Regions from separate parts of the Sus scrofa genome. Here region 1 is linked to region 2. The links are chromatin contacts, called in public HiChIP or PLAC-seq maps. All regions are on one chromosome and are shown on one strand. Each heading gives the region's core, a stretch centred on a gene start, on an enhancer-like site or on the middle of the called end of the contact. The rest is flanking DNA. Distances are from core to core; before and after follow the strand shown.

The links. HiChIP or PLAC-seq counts read pairs in DNA pulled down with a chosen protein or histone mark.
Region 1: a contact with region 2 is called in an H3K27ac HiChIP or PLAC-seq map of alveolar macrophages. The contact joins two enhancer-like sites. A contact is called at or near these places in 3 of 5 promoter capture datasets (fetal liver, fetal skeletal muscle and liver) and 1 of 2 datasets of contacts at active chromatin or transcription factors (alveolar macrophages).

What each region holds. Positions count from the first base shown.
Region 1 is chr16:4,049,694-4,056,628 of Sscrofa11.1, reverse strand. It overlaps LOC110257250 (a long non-coding RNA gene), which reads left to right. Exons shown (of 7, transcript XR_002339614.1): 2 at 1,299-1,404; 3 at 2,051-2,158; 4 at 2,275-2,322. Among named protein-coding and RNA genes, the nearest start is that of OTULIN, 9.9 kb to the left of the region's middle. Within about 2 kb of position 1,553, at least 1 of the 83 cell types and tissues checked has an H3K27ac peak or open chromatin away from gene starts, as enhancers often do. A contact at or near this core is called in alveolar macrophages, where this site is marked.
Region 2 is chr16:3,859,908-3,866,925 of Sscrofa11.1, reverse strand. The region is part of intron 33 of TRIO (triple functional domain protein); the gene reads right to left. Among named protein-coding and RNA genes, the nearest start is that of FAM105A, 100 kb to the left of the region's middle. Within about 2 kb of position 3,720, at least 32 of the 83 cell types and tissues checked have an H3K27ac peak or open chromatin away from gene starts, as enhancers often do. A contact at or near this core is called in alveolar macrophages, where this site is marked.

The sequences.
Region 1 (6,935 bases), core at 304-2,803, 190 kb before region 2:
CATACAAATCTAGAAAATTTTGTTCTAGTTCTGTGAAAAATACCATTGCTAATTTGATACAGTTAGCATTGACTCTGTAGATCACCTTAGGTAGTATTGTCATTTTAACAATGCTGATGTTTTAAATCCAAGAAATGGTCTATCTTTCCATCCGTTTGTGTTGTCTTCAATTTCTTTGTTAAGCATTTTATAGTTTTCAGAGTATAGGAACTTATAGAGGAAAATCTAAGCAGAACACTGACATAAATCACAGCAATATTTTTTTGGACCTGTTCCCTAGAGTAATGGAAACAAAGGCAAAAGTAAACAAATGGGACCTAATTAAACCTAAAAGCTTTTGCACAGCAAAGGAAAGCATAAACAAAATTAAAAGACAACCTACATATGAGGAGAAAATATTTGCAAACAATGTTGCAGCAAGCAACCAACTTGTTGGTTTAGATTGACTTCTAAAATGTACAAACAGTTCACACAGCTCACTATCAAAAAACAAACAAACAAAAAAAACCCAATCAAAAAATGGGCAGAAGACCTAAATAGATATTTCTCCAAGGAAGGCATACAGATGGCCAGTAGGCACATGCGCAGATGCTCAGCATCACTAGTTATTAGAGAAATGCAAACCAAAGCTACAATGAGGTATTACCTCCCACTGGTCGGAGTGATCATCATCAAAAAGTCTGCAAATAATAAATGCTGGAGAGGGTGTGAAGAAAAGGAAACTCCTGTGTACTGTTTGAGGGAATGTAAATTTGTGCAGCCACTATGGAAAACAGTATGTAGGTTCCTTAAAAAACTAAACATAGGATTTACCGTTGTGGCTTAGCAGGTTAAGGACCTGACCAAACATTGTATCTGTGAGGATGCAGGTTCAATCCCTGGCCTTGCTCAGTGGGTTAAGGATCCAGCATTGCCGTGAGCTGTGGTATAGGTTGCAGACATGGCTTGGCTGGCGTTGCTGTGACAGTGGTAGGCCAGCAACTGTGGCTCCGATTCGACCCTTAGCCTGGGAACTTTCATATGCTACAGGTGCAGCCCTAAAAAGCAAAAAATAAATAATTAAACAACAAGGACCTACTGTATAGCATAGGGAACTTACGATAACATAATGGAAAAATATCTGAAAATATATATATAAAGATATATATATATATATATAACTGAATGACTTTCCTCTACACCTGAAACATTGTAAATTGACTATTTCTCAATTTAAAAGTTATAAATACAAAAAAATAAAATTAATTAATTTTAAAAAGAGTCACAAGAAATTTTGCTCTTCCTCTGCTCTTTACCAGGTGAAGGGTATAAGAAGAAGTTAGCAGTCTACAAGCCAGAAAAAAATTTCTCACCCGGACTCAACCATACTGGTACCCTGATCTTGGATTTCCAGTCTCCAGAAATGTAAGAAATAAATTTCTGTTGTTTAATCCATCCAGTGTGTGGTAGTTCGTTGTAGCAGCCTAAACTAAGACATTTGGAGATAGGGCCTGTATGGAGGTGATGAAGGTTAAATGAGGTCATGGGGTAGAGCCCTTATAAGAGGAAGAGGAGTTTTCATTGTGACTCAGCTGTGATGAACCTGACTAGCATCCATGAGGATGTGGGTTTGAACCCTGGCCTCGCTCAGTGGGTTAAGGATCCAGCATTGCCATGAGGTGTAGTGTAGGTCATAGACGCAGCACAGATCTGGTGTTGCTGTGGCCGTGGCATAGGCTGGCAGCTGCAGCGGTGGTTTGACCCCTAGCCTGGGAACTTCCATATGCTGTGGGTGCAGCTCTTAAAAAAAAAAAAAAAAAAAAAGAGGAAGAGTCACCAGACTTCTCTGTCTGCCAGAGAGGACACAGAAGGCAGCCATGTGCAAGCCAGGAAGAAAGCTCTTGCCAGAAACCAAATTGGTTAGCACCTTGATCTTGGATTTCCGAACCTCCAGAACTGTGAGAAAAGAAACCTCTGTTGTTTAAGCTGCTCAGTCTATGATATTTTGTCATGGCAGCCCAAGGTGACTAAGATAGTAGCATAGACTACTTCTTGATACTTACCTTTTTAGGACAAACATCTGGGTTCATTTGGAAAGGAAGTCCATCATTCATACTGCACAGTGGAATTTAGAAAGTGCTAAAGACACAAAGTGAAGAAGTTTCCTAAGAGAATATAGGTAAGGAAGAGAGTCTTTGTCATTTCTATGCTGTATTATGGGAAACCTTCACCTCCTAGAGTAACCTGATGCTAGGTTGATGATTTTCATACAAGCTCATCTTATCTCCATCACAGAGGGAAGAACATCACTCTACTGTTACCAAAATCTCTATTTGTGATAAGGTAGGTTGTCAACTATGCCTTAAAAAATCATAGCAGGATATTGCTGACAAAGTAACAAGGGCTTTCCGGATCTTTTGCTAATGTTTTGTCACATTAATTTTTTGTTTTTCCTTAGTCCAGAATTTTAGAAGGCAGTTGACTAGGTCTTCTTCAGAAGATAAGGCTACATAATTTCATTATCACTGCATTATTTCCCAAAGACCTTGTCAGCTAGAATCTGCTTTAAAATAATGGTCTTTTGGAGTTCGCTTTGTGGCTTAGCAGGTTAAGGACCTGCTGTTGTCTCATGAGGATTTGGGTTCGATCCCTGGCCTCACTCAGTGGGTTAAGGATCCTGCATTGCCATAAGCCGTGGCACAGGTTGCAGATGCAGCTCGGATCCAGTGTTGCTGTGGCTATGGTGTAGGCCTCAGCTGCAGCTCCAAGATTTGACCCCGATTCCTGGAACTTCCATATGCTGCAGGTATGGCCATTAAAAAATAAATAAATAAAATAATGGTCTTCAAAGTGAGTTACCTCTATTGCTTGGGCTACACAAGGGCCACTTACCAGCTGTGCGGGAGTGCCCCACTCCTGGTCTCCACTCTGAGCTCTGCTCAGGGGGTGCTGCAGGTCGGCAGCTGCGGTGGCTCACGTTTACTCAGTATAGAGACTGATGGCAAGTGACAAACGTCAATTCACAGTAATAAAAGACTTTAAAACATAAAAATATACTGCATTACCTAAAATTCTGGGAATGGAGAATGGAGTGGAAATAAGATTTCAGTAAGAAAAAGGAATGATGTAAAATGCAGTCTCTTTTGTTGGACTTTAAGGCGCCTGCAAGGGAATACAACTCAAAGCCTCTGGCCAAGATAAGAATTACCAGACCTTTATCATCGCCCCACACTTCTCATTGTAAGGCACCCTCCCTCACCTGGAGCAACCTGGCCTACTCCTTCCTGACCCCTACTAGGAAAGGCATGTGGCCCACTCCTCACCCCACACCTATAGGCCCCCAGCTACTCAGCAAGTGTATCATAAGACTCCTCTTTCCCCAACAAATCAGCAGGTCAGCAGGCATAGCACACTTCTCCTCTCCCTGGATTGTAAAAACAGACATGACCACACGCCCCGGTCGGCTCTCCCTGATTGTTGTCCTCCTGCGCTTGCAGCATCTCTTATCTCAGTAAACTCTACTTTCTCTTCACCCTGCCATGCTCAATAAACTCTTCTTTCTTTGTACCTTGACATGAGTCCGGAAATTCTTTGCCCACCCAAGTGCACAGACCACAACGTTTTTTATGAATGATAGTGAGTGTCTAATAAATATATTATTTAGATGTATTAGAGACACGAGTCATGTGATGATTTTATTTTAAAATGCCAAGATTTATAATACAATGGAAGTTACATCCTATAAAGTGAAATTTCTAATGGAAAGTTTTAGATGTCAACTTTCAAATGTGGAAACAGTGTTTCAAAACTCTTTTAAGGGAGAAAGTGGGCAAAAATATTCAGATGACTGCCTCAGATGACAGCTAATCAAACCCCTTTCATTTTATAGAAGTGGCAGCTGAGGACCAGAAGTTCTGTTCTTGAACCAGAATCCAGGACACATCCAGTCACTGGTTCTGTGACTCTATTCCATCTCCTACACACAGGGTTCTGTGAGAAAGCCCGTGTTTATTAATGACACGATACCTCTAAGTAAGAGGTCGTCTCTGAAATGCATTTGAGTTGAGAGCTGTCTGACATCTGCAGTAGCCTGTCACCACCAGTCTCAGCTGTCATCAGGATTGTCTCTAAAGCAAACATTTAGAAATATGAAGTGTCCATACATCTATCTCAGTCACCTGGGTTGTAGTTTAACTATTGATTTCCCTGACACAGCTGGAAGCAGCTTGGGCTATTCATTGCCTTAGTTGGCTTGGGCTGTGCTGACAACAAAATACCATAAACTGGGTGGCTTAAACAACAAAAATTAACTTTCTCACAGTTCTGGAGCTAAAAGTGAGATTAGATTGCCAGCACGGTCAGGTCCTGGTGAGAGTTCTGTTCCTGGCTTGCACACAGTTGCCTTCCCTCTGCTCCTGCCTGCTAAGAGAAAGCAAGCTCTGGTCTCTCCTCTTTGTTTTGGCTGTGCCCATGGCATGTGGCAGTTCCTGGGCCAGGGATTGAACCCATGCCACAGCAGTAACCAGAGCCAGAGTAGTGACAATGCCAGGTCCTTAACCCACTGAGCCACCAGAGAACTCTGGTCTCCTCTTCTTACAGGGGCATAATCCTATTGGATCAGCCTCCTACCCTATGATCTCATTTAACTTTACTTCCATAACAGCTCCATCTCCAAATGTCACAGTAGGGGTTAGGGCTTCAACATACAAATTTCAGTTGGACACAAACATTCGGTTCCTAACATGCGTAAATCTTTATATACCTTGTACCTAACCTAATAGATGGTACCAGTGATCATTAATAAATTTCTGCTGAATGAATTCATATTAATGCCTTATATGAGTGGCAATGTAGTAAAGCAAAGGGAAAACTAACTCTATGACCTCGGGCAAGTCATGTAAACTTCATGAAGAGCCTCAACTTGTTCAGATGTAAAATCTAGGTAGCAACTCTTATGTTATGAGGCTTAGAAGGGAGGTGTGGGAATTCCCTTTGTGGCTCAGTGGAAACAAGCCTGACTGGTATCCTTGAGGATGTGGGTTTGCTCCCTTGGCCTTGCTCAGTGAGTTAAGGATCTGGCATTTCCATGAACTGTGGTGTGGGTTGTAGATGCAGCTTGGATCTGGCATTGCTGTGGCTGTGGTGTAGGCCAACAGCTATAGCTCCTTTGGCCCCTAGCCTGGGAACTTCCACATGCCTCGGGTTTAGCCCTAAAAATAAAAATAAAAAAAAAGAAAGAAAAAGAAGGGAGGTGTGTGTCAAGGATATGGATGTGTATTTGTGCAATAATAGCATATATCTAATACTTTTGCTTAACATCTTACAATTTATGAAGTACATCTGCATACACCGTCCCACTGAGAGAAGACTGAATGCCCCAGATACCTCGGACACCAAATTCCATGATCTTTTCACTATACCAGGTGATCCAAGACCTTAAAAGAAAGTGTTCATTTTAAAATAGCCTTGAACTTCACTAGGTCATAATTTCTGTTTTATGCAATGAAATAATTCATTGCATTCGTCTAGCCCTCAGGGTAATCATGAGGCCAGATTAAGAAATCTTCCTGGCAGGGAAAGAAAAATATTAGGTGTTTTAATATCTATTCCTTTGCAAAATTAATCAGCTACTTGCAATTTCCTTAATTTCTTTTTCAGAATATTTGTAGCCAAAGCTTTGTGAACAAGTCCAACCATGAACACTAGATGGCAGCATAAGAACCTCACTATAAGTTCCCAGTGGTCCAGCCTCGCTTTCCCACTGCTGATAGCCTGGAGATTTCTAGCACGGAGTCAAGGGTGAAGGAGACTTAGACAAATGTTGTTTTTCTGTGTAGAGGCTAAAAGTGTTCTGTCTAAGAGGTTGATATACTGTGAATAGTGCATAGAGGAACAATGCTCTCAGGGCAAACTACAGCCAGTGTGGATCAAGTCAGGAGACATGGTCTGAGTCCCAGGGCTGACACTTTGCAGTTGGTTTTCCCGGAGAAGGCCTATTTGCTGCCCTGTATGCATCTCATCAGGTTGCTTCGAGGACTCTACAGAGTCGTGTATAAGAGCTGCCACATGCTACAATTGAAATACAAGGTTCAGAAGTTCCCATTGTGGCTCCATGGAAACAAACTTGACCAGTATCCATGAGGATGCAGGTTGGATCCCTGGTCTCACTCAGGGGGTTAAGGATCTGGTGGTGTTGTGGCTGTGGCTGTGACCGGCAGCAGCAGCTCTCATTCAGCTCCTAACCTGGGAACTTCCCTGTGCCACAGGTGTGGCCATAAAAAGCAGAAAGAAAGAAAAAAATGAGATCCTTTCTGTCCCTGCAGTCTTCCTCTTCCTGCGAGGCTCGGGCCATGTACCAGCCCTGGGCTTCTGCTACGGGGCCCCTGCCTACCCTTCATCAACTCCAAGATCACTCTCAGACAGTAAAGGACTCTGATCTCAGATCTCTTTTCCAGCTTTCACTCAAAACAGCTGAAACTCACAGTTCTTAGTGTCCTCCACACCAGTGGTGTTCTGCTTCTCTTCAGTAACTTAAGCAAGGCTATACTCTAGACCTTGTCACCATCCAGAAGTGAACCCCTTAAAATTGTCAGTTTCCCATCCCACAATGTCAAAGTCGCTCCTCCTTTCCCCTCCCCACTTGCACATCCATTTCATTGTGGTTCCAGCTCCTCCACTTCTTTGCTTTCCCCCATCAGCTCCCCCCTTCTCTGCACATGGAGCCCCCTTCTCTTCTGGCCTATGCTGTTTTACTCTCACCAACACCTCGTATTCCAGTGCCTCCAGCCCTCAGCCCTCCACCCCACCCCCAGACACAGGACCAGTGCAGCCCTTTGAGGCAGTGCAGAGCACGGAGGTGGAAGAGCACAGGCAGAGAACTGAATTACTTTGCTGACAATTAACAGCTGTGTAACCCTGAGCACATTCGTAATCTCTCTGCTCATCAGCACTGGGTG
Region 2 (7,018 bases), core at 2,471-4,970:
ACAAAACATTGAGAGGGCAACAAAGGCAGAAGGCCTCGCACGGCTGTGGTGTGACCTACCTGACTGATACCCCTCCCAGGGGTAGGACAGGGAGGAGCCAGGACCTGGGTCACCTGCTGACCCAGAGCAGACATCCTTGCACGGTTAAAATCACGCTGTCATAAAATGCAGAAAGTTCTTTTTTTTTTCTGCCAGGGCTTTCTCCTAATGGGATCCTTCTCTATTTGGCTTTTGTTTGAGAGTTTCCAGCCCATGTTTCTGTCTCCTTGGAATGACAGGCCATTTTCTCTGTTTTGTTTTTTTTTTTGTTTTTTAATGGGATCTAGCCCTTGAAATACTTTTTTTTTTTTTTTTTTTTTTGGAGATGAACAGCAGGCTTTTCCTGCAACTGAAAATCTATGCTGTCACAAAAGTGAAAAGAAAAACCCCATGGGGCCATCTTGCCAGTGAGGGCAGGGAGGGGCTTTGAGCTCAGCCCCGACTTTTACACAGGGACAAAAGCAGATGTTTCAGGATATCCTTGCTGGATGAAAGAAAGATGCTTTTCCAGAACATTGCATAAAATGACACCAGAAGCACAGACACAAATCTTGAGAGTTGCAGATATCAACCTTCCCCCAGGTCTCCTGACACTCTCCCAGCCCAGCTCCCACACCCCTAATGGACGGGCTCTGTCTGACGGGGAGAGTCTGAAGGGCCACAGGCCAGTTAGCATCATCCTCCAGTGGCAAGTTCTCCAGCCAGCGAGTAACACCATGGCTTTACTCCACGTGGAGTCCTGGGCAGCAGAAATGACAGAGGACACCACCCTGACCACCAGTGAGGGTGGAGGCGGGGGGGCGGGGGAGGAGGGAAGATTGCCCTTTGACTGACACCTCACCTGGCACCACGTTCCCTTCCTCCAAGATTAAACAAATGGCATCACGGAGTTCCCGTCGTGGCGCAGTGGTTAACGAATCCGACTAGGAACCATGAGGTTGTGGGTTCGGTCCCTGCCCTTGCTCAGTGGGTTAATGATCCGGCGTTGCCGTGAGCTGTGGTGTAGGTCGCAGACGGGGCTCGGATCCCACGTTGCTGTGGCTCTGGCATAGGCTGGAGGCTACAGCTCTGATTGGACCCCTAGCCTGGGAACGTCCATATGCCGAGGGAGCGGCCCAAGAAACAGCAAAAAGACAAAAAAAAAAAAAAAAAAAAAAAAAATATGGCATCAGGCCAAGCCTAGGCTGCTTCTTAGGTAGATGCATGAGAGGGCGCTGCACTGACCCCAGAGCCACCTGGGCACCGGGCACCACCACGCAGGCAATTAATGACGTCTGCTGCTCTTGTCTGGGTCTACTTAACTGCTTAGAAACCAGAAAAACTCCTAGATGTTCCTCTGTCTGGCTTTTTCAGAGGCTGAGATCCTCTGTGTTCCCCCCAGGGGCCTAATGGCTGTGCTTTTCAAATATATCACTTACACAAAGAAAAACTCTTAAAAAAGTCTGTGTCTTTCTCAGATTACTTAGTATTTCGTATACTGCTGACTTAGGGATAATGTAGTTTTCTGTGATAAAATGGTGGCTTCTTAATTCTTCATTTGGCAAAGCTATTTCCAAGGCAACAGAGTATTTATTATTGCCCCCAAATAATCACCTTTTAAGGGAACAGAAGGTGACTTTGGGGAAAAGAAGCAATCCCACAGTGCCTGCACAACACTCCCTCCACCTCATCCTGGCTCTTAGACGGTCTGACACTGCCAAGGAACACGAATGTTTAACTCGGGCAAGATCGCTCCTAACACCAAACACAACGTGTTGGTGAAGTGGAAGATTTAATCTTCTTTGAAGGAGGCTGACACTGGGAACCATATTCTTCATGGTGGATATTGATGCTTTTGGTTATCATCCTCATCTTTTTGAAAAAAATAAAATATCTTGGGCTATTCTTAAAGAGAGTACCAAAGGTTTTTTTTTTTAAGGGACAGTGGGTAGATTTTCTAACTTGAACACATCTCTAAATGAAGCCAGGGATGAGCAAAAACATTCCCGCGCAAAATGGTTTAAAAGAACATTCTACAGTTAGTGGTTTAAATCTCCTGACTGATTTATTTCAGGTGGTGACAGATTTCTCTCCATTCATATATAAATGTGTCATTATTTTTAATTAAGATCAGATCCAGAATGCCAAATGCAAGTCTTTCTCCTACATTCCAGAAAATGCATGAACTGCCTAAGAACGTATCTAACCAAAACATGCCATAAACCACGAAACTTATAAATGTTTTCTTAGACCCACATAACTCATTCATAGAGCTCTACGCTCATTTTTATGGAGCATTAGGAAACAAAAACTGGCCTTGGAATGTTCTGCAATCAGTCTGCCAAGTACTATCACTCTTCACGTCATCTGCCCGGCAGGTTAGCTGAAGTTTCAGTCTCAGGGGACAGAATATTAGTTTAGAAAGAATTGCAGCTGTGGAGAATAAGGAAATGGACGGTTCCATCCACCCAACCCCACCCCCCAGAGCACAAAGCAAGTATCTAGTATGCTATAACCTAGGGTCTGTGGTTGTTCAGTTCAAAGATCAAAGAACCAAAAGTCCTAACCAAGCAGGAATTCCTTTCACAATTTATTCTAGTAACACCTTCACCAAAAGCAAAATGCTGCTCTAACTAAAGCTAGGCACTTGAAAAATGGGATTAAAATATTCAATGTTAACCACATAATTATGGCTTTTTGTCCAATTGTGTGTGTGTACATCCTACATTCACAATCTACTTTTGAGCACACAGCGGGTTAAGGGTTTGCAGTCCCATAACCTTATCTCATGTGATTTTATATCTTGCCCCCTCACTCCCCTACAAGAACTGAAAGCCATTTAATTTTCTTTTTCGAAGGATTATTTCAGAATTTGAGGACCGCCTTCTTTTCAGGATATCACAAATGAACGCAACAGCAACAGATAACACAAAAAGAAAAGAGGGTGGGGGCAACTGTTTTTGGAGTGATGCTCGCATCCAACAAGGGAGGTGAAACCTGCACCTACGATGGGGCTCGGGAGGAGCGAGCAGGTGAGGCCAGGCCGGGGCAGCTTTCAGAGCATCCCCCGAATGCCTCATCCAGAGGTTGTCCTGTTAGCATATCCTCCCCAGGCGGGGGTTGTTCAAGCAGCTGGTAACCAGTGAGAAGGAAGGAAGGGAGGCCTGGAGTTATTCCAGGAAGGAACAAAGCGGCTCAGGGACAAAGGGAATGAAAAGAACGCCTCTGCTATGAACGCCAATTATCAGCACAAATCCTGTCCCTGGCTTTAATTGGTGCCCCTGTGATAGAGCAGCACTGCCACAGAGCAGGAGGGAAGCAGCGACAGGAGGAAACAGCCTCACAGGCGGCGGGGCGGGGGCGGGGGTGGAGCGGGGCTGGGGAAGCGCTGGGTGCCCGCTTTCTTTACAGCCCAGAGACACAAAGGGAAAAACCTCCAATTTGCAGTTCTGCGTCATAATGAGTACGTTCCATTCTGGTTATTAAAGACTCTTATTCAACTTCACATGCGCTTCTGGCCATTGGGCCACTTCTTAAAATAATCCATCAGCATTAAGAGATAAAAGAGGAAGGGGCGGGGAGGTTGTCTGAGGGTGGTGGACTTGGTATCAGATGTGTCTCAGGGGCTGCGTCCTTAGACAGAAGAATAACGCCTCTGGTCCTTCCGAAACAGGACCACTTTCACGACAGTGTGAATTGTTATTTCTGCTAACAGGAAGTAACAATAGTTATTTCCTTTTACTGTGCATTTGAGAAAACGGACAGTGGACAGGACTGAGATGTTATCTTAGAGTCAAATTTGAAAAGCATAAATAAAAGAGGCAGCATTTTTCGTAGAAAAAGACTAAAAACATGTCTAAACATTAGCGCTAGCTGCCTATGAGCATCATATGCCCCCTTCCCCCTGCTGCTCCATATGTCTGAATTTTCCTTTTTTTTTTTTTTAAGAAGAGCAACTGGCATACAGTTTCAGAGAAACAGTATATTTTGGGCTGGTACCCTCTGTTCATGTTTGTGTGGTTTTATGTGAGAACCGTAAAAACTGATGAGGAGCATCTGGGCTGTGGCTCCTGGGCCCACCCTCTCCAGTCCTGCGAGGCAGGGAGGGGAAGTGGAGGAGCCTCAGAGGACCAATTCTGAATTCCAAGGCTCGTTACCCAGCTCCCAGGCTGGGTTTGCAGGCTCACTCACCCTACCACCCCCAACCCCGGCCAACTGGAGCACCTGGAGGAAATTCTTCAGTATAAAAAGCAGTCAATTTGTGTTCCCCATGAAGCCTGGCTGGAAGAATGCACTTAGAAAGAGCACACACCAACGGAGGAGACTGCAGCTGAGGAGGAGGAGGAGGCCTAGTCCTTGTCCAGAGAAAGGAAAAGGATTCCAGAACGGGGCAAGGTCATTTGTTCTGGAGGCTCCTAACCTGGGACCTTCAGGGCACTTGGAGGGAACGTCTCAGCTGATGGTTTTTAATACTAACTTAGACTTTAATAATAACTTCAAAAAGTTTAGTATTTCAAAAAAATTTTTTTGGCCACAACTGCAGCATGTGGAAGTTCTCAGGCCAGGGATCAAACCTTTGTCACAGCAGTGACGGGAGCCACAGCAGTGACACAGCCAGATCCTTAGCCTGCTGAGCCACCAGGGAATGCCAATATTTTAGAATGTTTATATTCATCCAAAAATAAGGCTCAATCACTTAAAGTTTCTTTGCTTTCTGGATGGAAATATATATAATGTGCATGTGCAGCGGGTAACACTGTTCCTACCCCCAAAAGAATTGTCATCATAAGCTTATAGGGACAATTACATTTTTGAGTAGTCAAAAGTGAGAAAATGAATTCAAATTATTTTCATAACTGTGGTTTGGTTAAAAGGAAAAAAAATCCCTTTAATGTGGTTTTGGAGAGAATCATGATCATTGCAGCAACAGGCATACACTTTTTTTTTTTTTTTTTTTTTTTTTTTTTCCCAGGAGAGGAAACTGCAGTTGAGCAGCAAGATTAACAGGATCTGGCTCACTGGCAAGGGAGCCAGGAGAGAGTACACTGGTGGTCTGACCTGCAGCCACATGCTACTCCCAGTGTGTTAGCAGCATACCTAGTCCTAAACTCTGGATTCATTTAAAGACTTAAAGAGCAAAAAAGATCTGAGCTAAAATTTAGTTTGCATAGTAACTTGTGTGAAATAGTCTTTGTCGCTGAAACAAGAGGAGGCGGGGCAGAGGGCTTCCGTGCTTTCATTTACTCCCACGAGACACAGCCTGTGCTGTGCGCTGGCACCCCAGAGGTGAGGTGTGCCCCAGTGTGAACTGGGCCGCATGCTTTTAGAACAGGTTCACCTTCCTAGATTTCGTCTTTGAAAGATTTTTCCTTTAATTTATAAAAACTAAATGTATATTAGTGAGAATCCACGTTCCTCATCAAAAAAGAACAAAGACGACTTGCAGAGAAGGGGGTTCGGGAAGGATGTTGGGGCACATGGCTCACTGCAGATCTGGGTCTGTTTAATGTTCGGGAGGACCACTGCCTTCGTCAGGGGAACAGGCACAGCTCTGCAGTGAACCTCAGGGCCCTACACAAGGGCACACTGCTTTCAGAAGACCAATGCCACAGTTCCACCATCGTCTCAGAATAAATGGGCTCTCCCACTGGAAGTCTCTTGAAAGTTAATTTATGGTTCTTCTTGACCTTACCTTCTCTTGAGTTCTTTTCCTAACAACTGCTCAGCAGTAAACCTCTCAGGGCTTATGGCTATGTGAGTTATTGCAAATGGCAACATCTGCAAATAAAATTCCAAGCAAGACTAATTCACATTTGGAAAAAGGGAATGGAATGCCCCACTGAATATGTCAGAATGCAGAAAAACTGCCTTTTCCCAAGGCACTGCAACAAGTGAAGCCACAGATCGCTGTGGGTATAAAGAAAGGCTTTGCAATCACTCTATGTCTTACTGGGTATTTAAAAGTTACTTTGGGATTCATTTCTTGGATATTATTTAGAATCATTTTCTCTTTCCAATCTGATGCACTCACATCTATCAACTGAATAAGGGGAATCAGGATATATTAAACTATCACTCTGATATGATATTCAGGAAACTAGGAATTACTCTGAAGGTCTGGAAAGAGATGGATGGTCATATTTCTCCAGGAAAAAAAAAATCAAAATAGAGTTTTGCTTTCCTTTGTCTATTCTTTCCTGTGAATAGAAGAGGGTTTTTTTTTTTCTGTGAAAATTCCAGTGGACATCTACTTTTTCCAAATTTGTGTTAGCTTGAAAATTTTTTGTGATAACTTGGATAACATCACCTGGAGTTTCCATTATTGAGAATTACCAGAAGAAAAATACATCTAGAGGGAAACCAAAAGTATAATAAATAGCATAATGATCCTCCTGTCTTCAAAAAGCTAGTTTAACAACACCCCTTCGGAAGAATTCCTGAGGACCTAAGATACTGCGAGGATTCAAAATTCCCTCCATATGAGGAATGCCATGTCTTCTTAAAATCCGTTTCTTCTCAGCAAACTTGTTGATTAAAATATTTTGGCCTACACTTTGGGGCTGTTTATGATGCTCTGTAAAGGGTTCTCTACTGCTACTCCCATTTTTTTGCGGCCGTGCCAATGGCAGTAGAAGTTCCCTGGGCCAGGGATAGAATTCACGCCACAGCAGTGACAATACCAGATCCTTAACCTGATGTGCCATGAGAGAAGTCCTGTTACTGCCAATTTACGCACCAAGAAATGAAGTTCAGAGAGAGAAGGTGAGATTTCCTTGAGACTCAGAGCTACTGGGTGGCTGAGACTTTAAATTCGACCTTTGATATGAACAGTTGTCCTTTTCACTGCACAGATCTTATTATTTTCCATAAAGAGATCTTACATCATCCCCCTCTACCCCTCAGTGCAGCATTCCTAGTGTACAGCATCGCCAATGAGCCTGCCTAGCTTGGACCCCTCCAGAAATGGAGGCCATTTCTGAACAACTTAATTAACATAAAT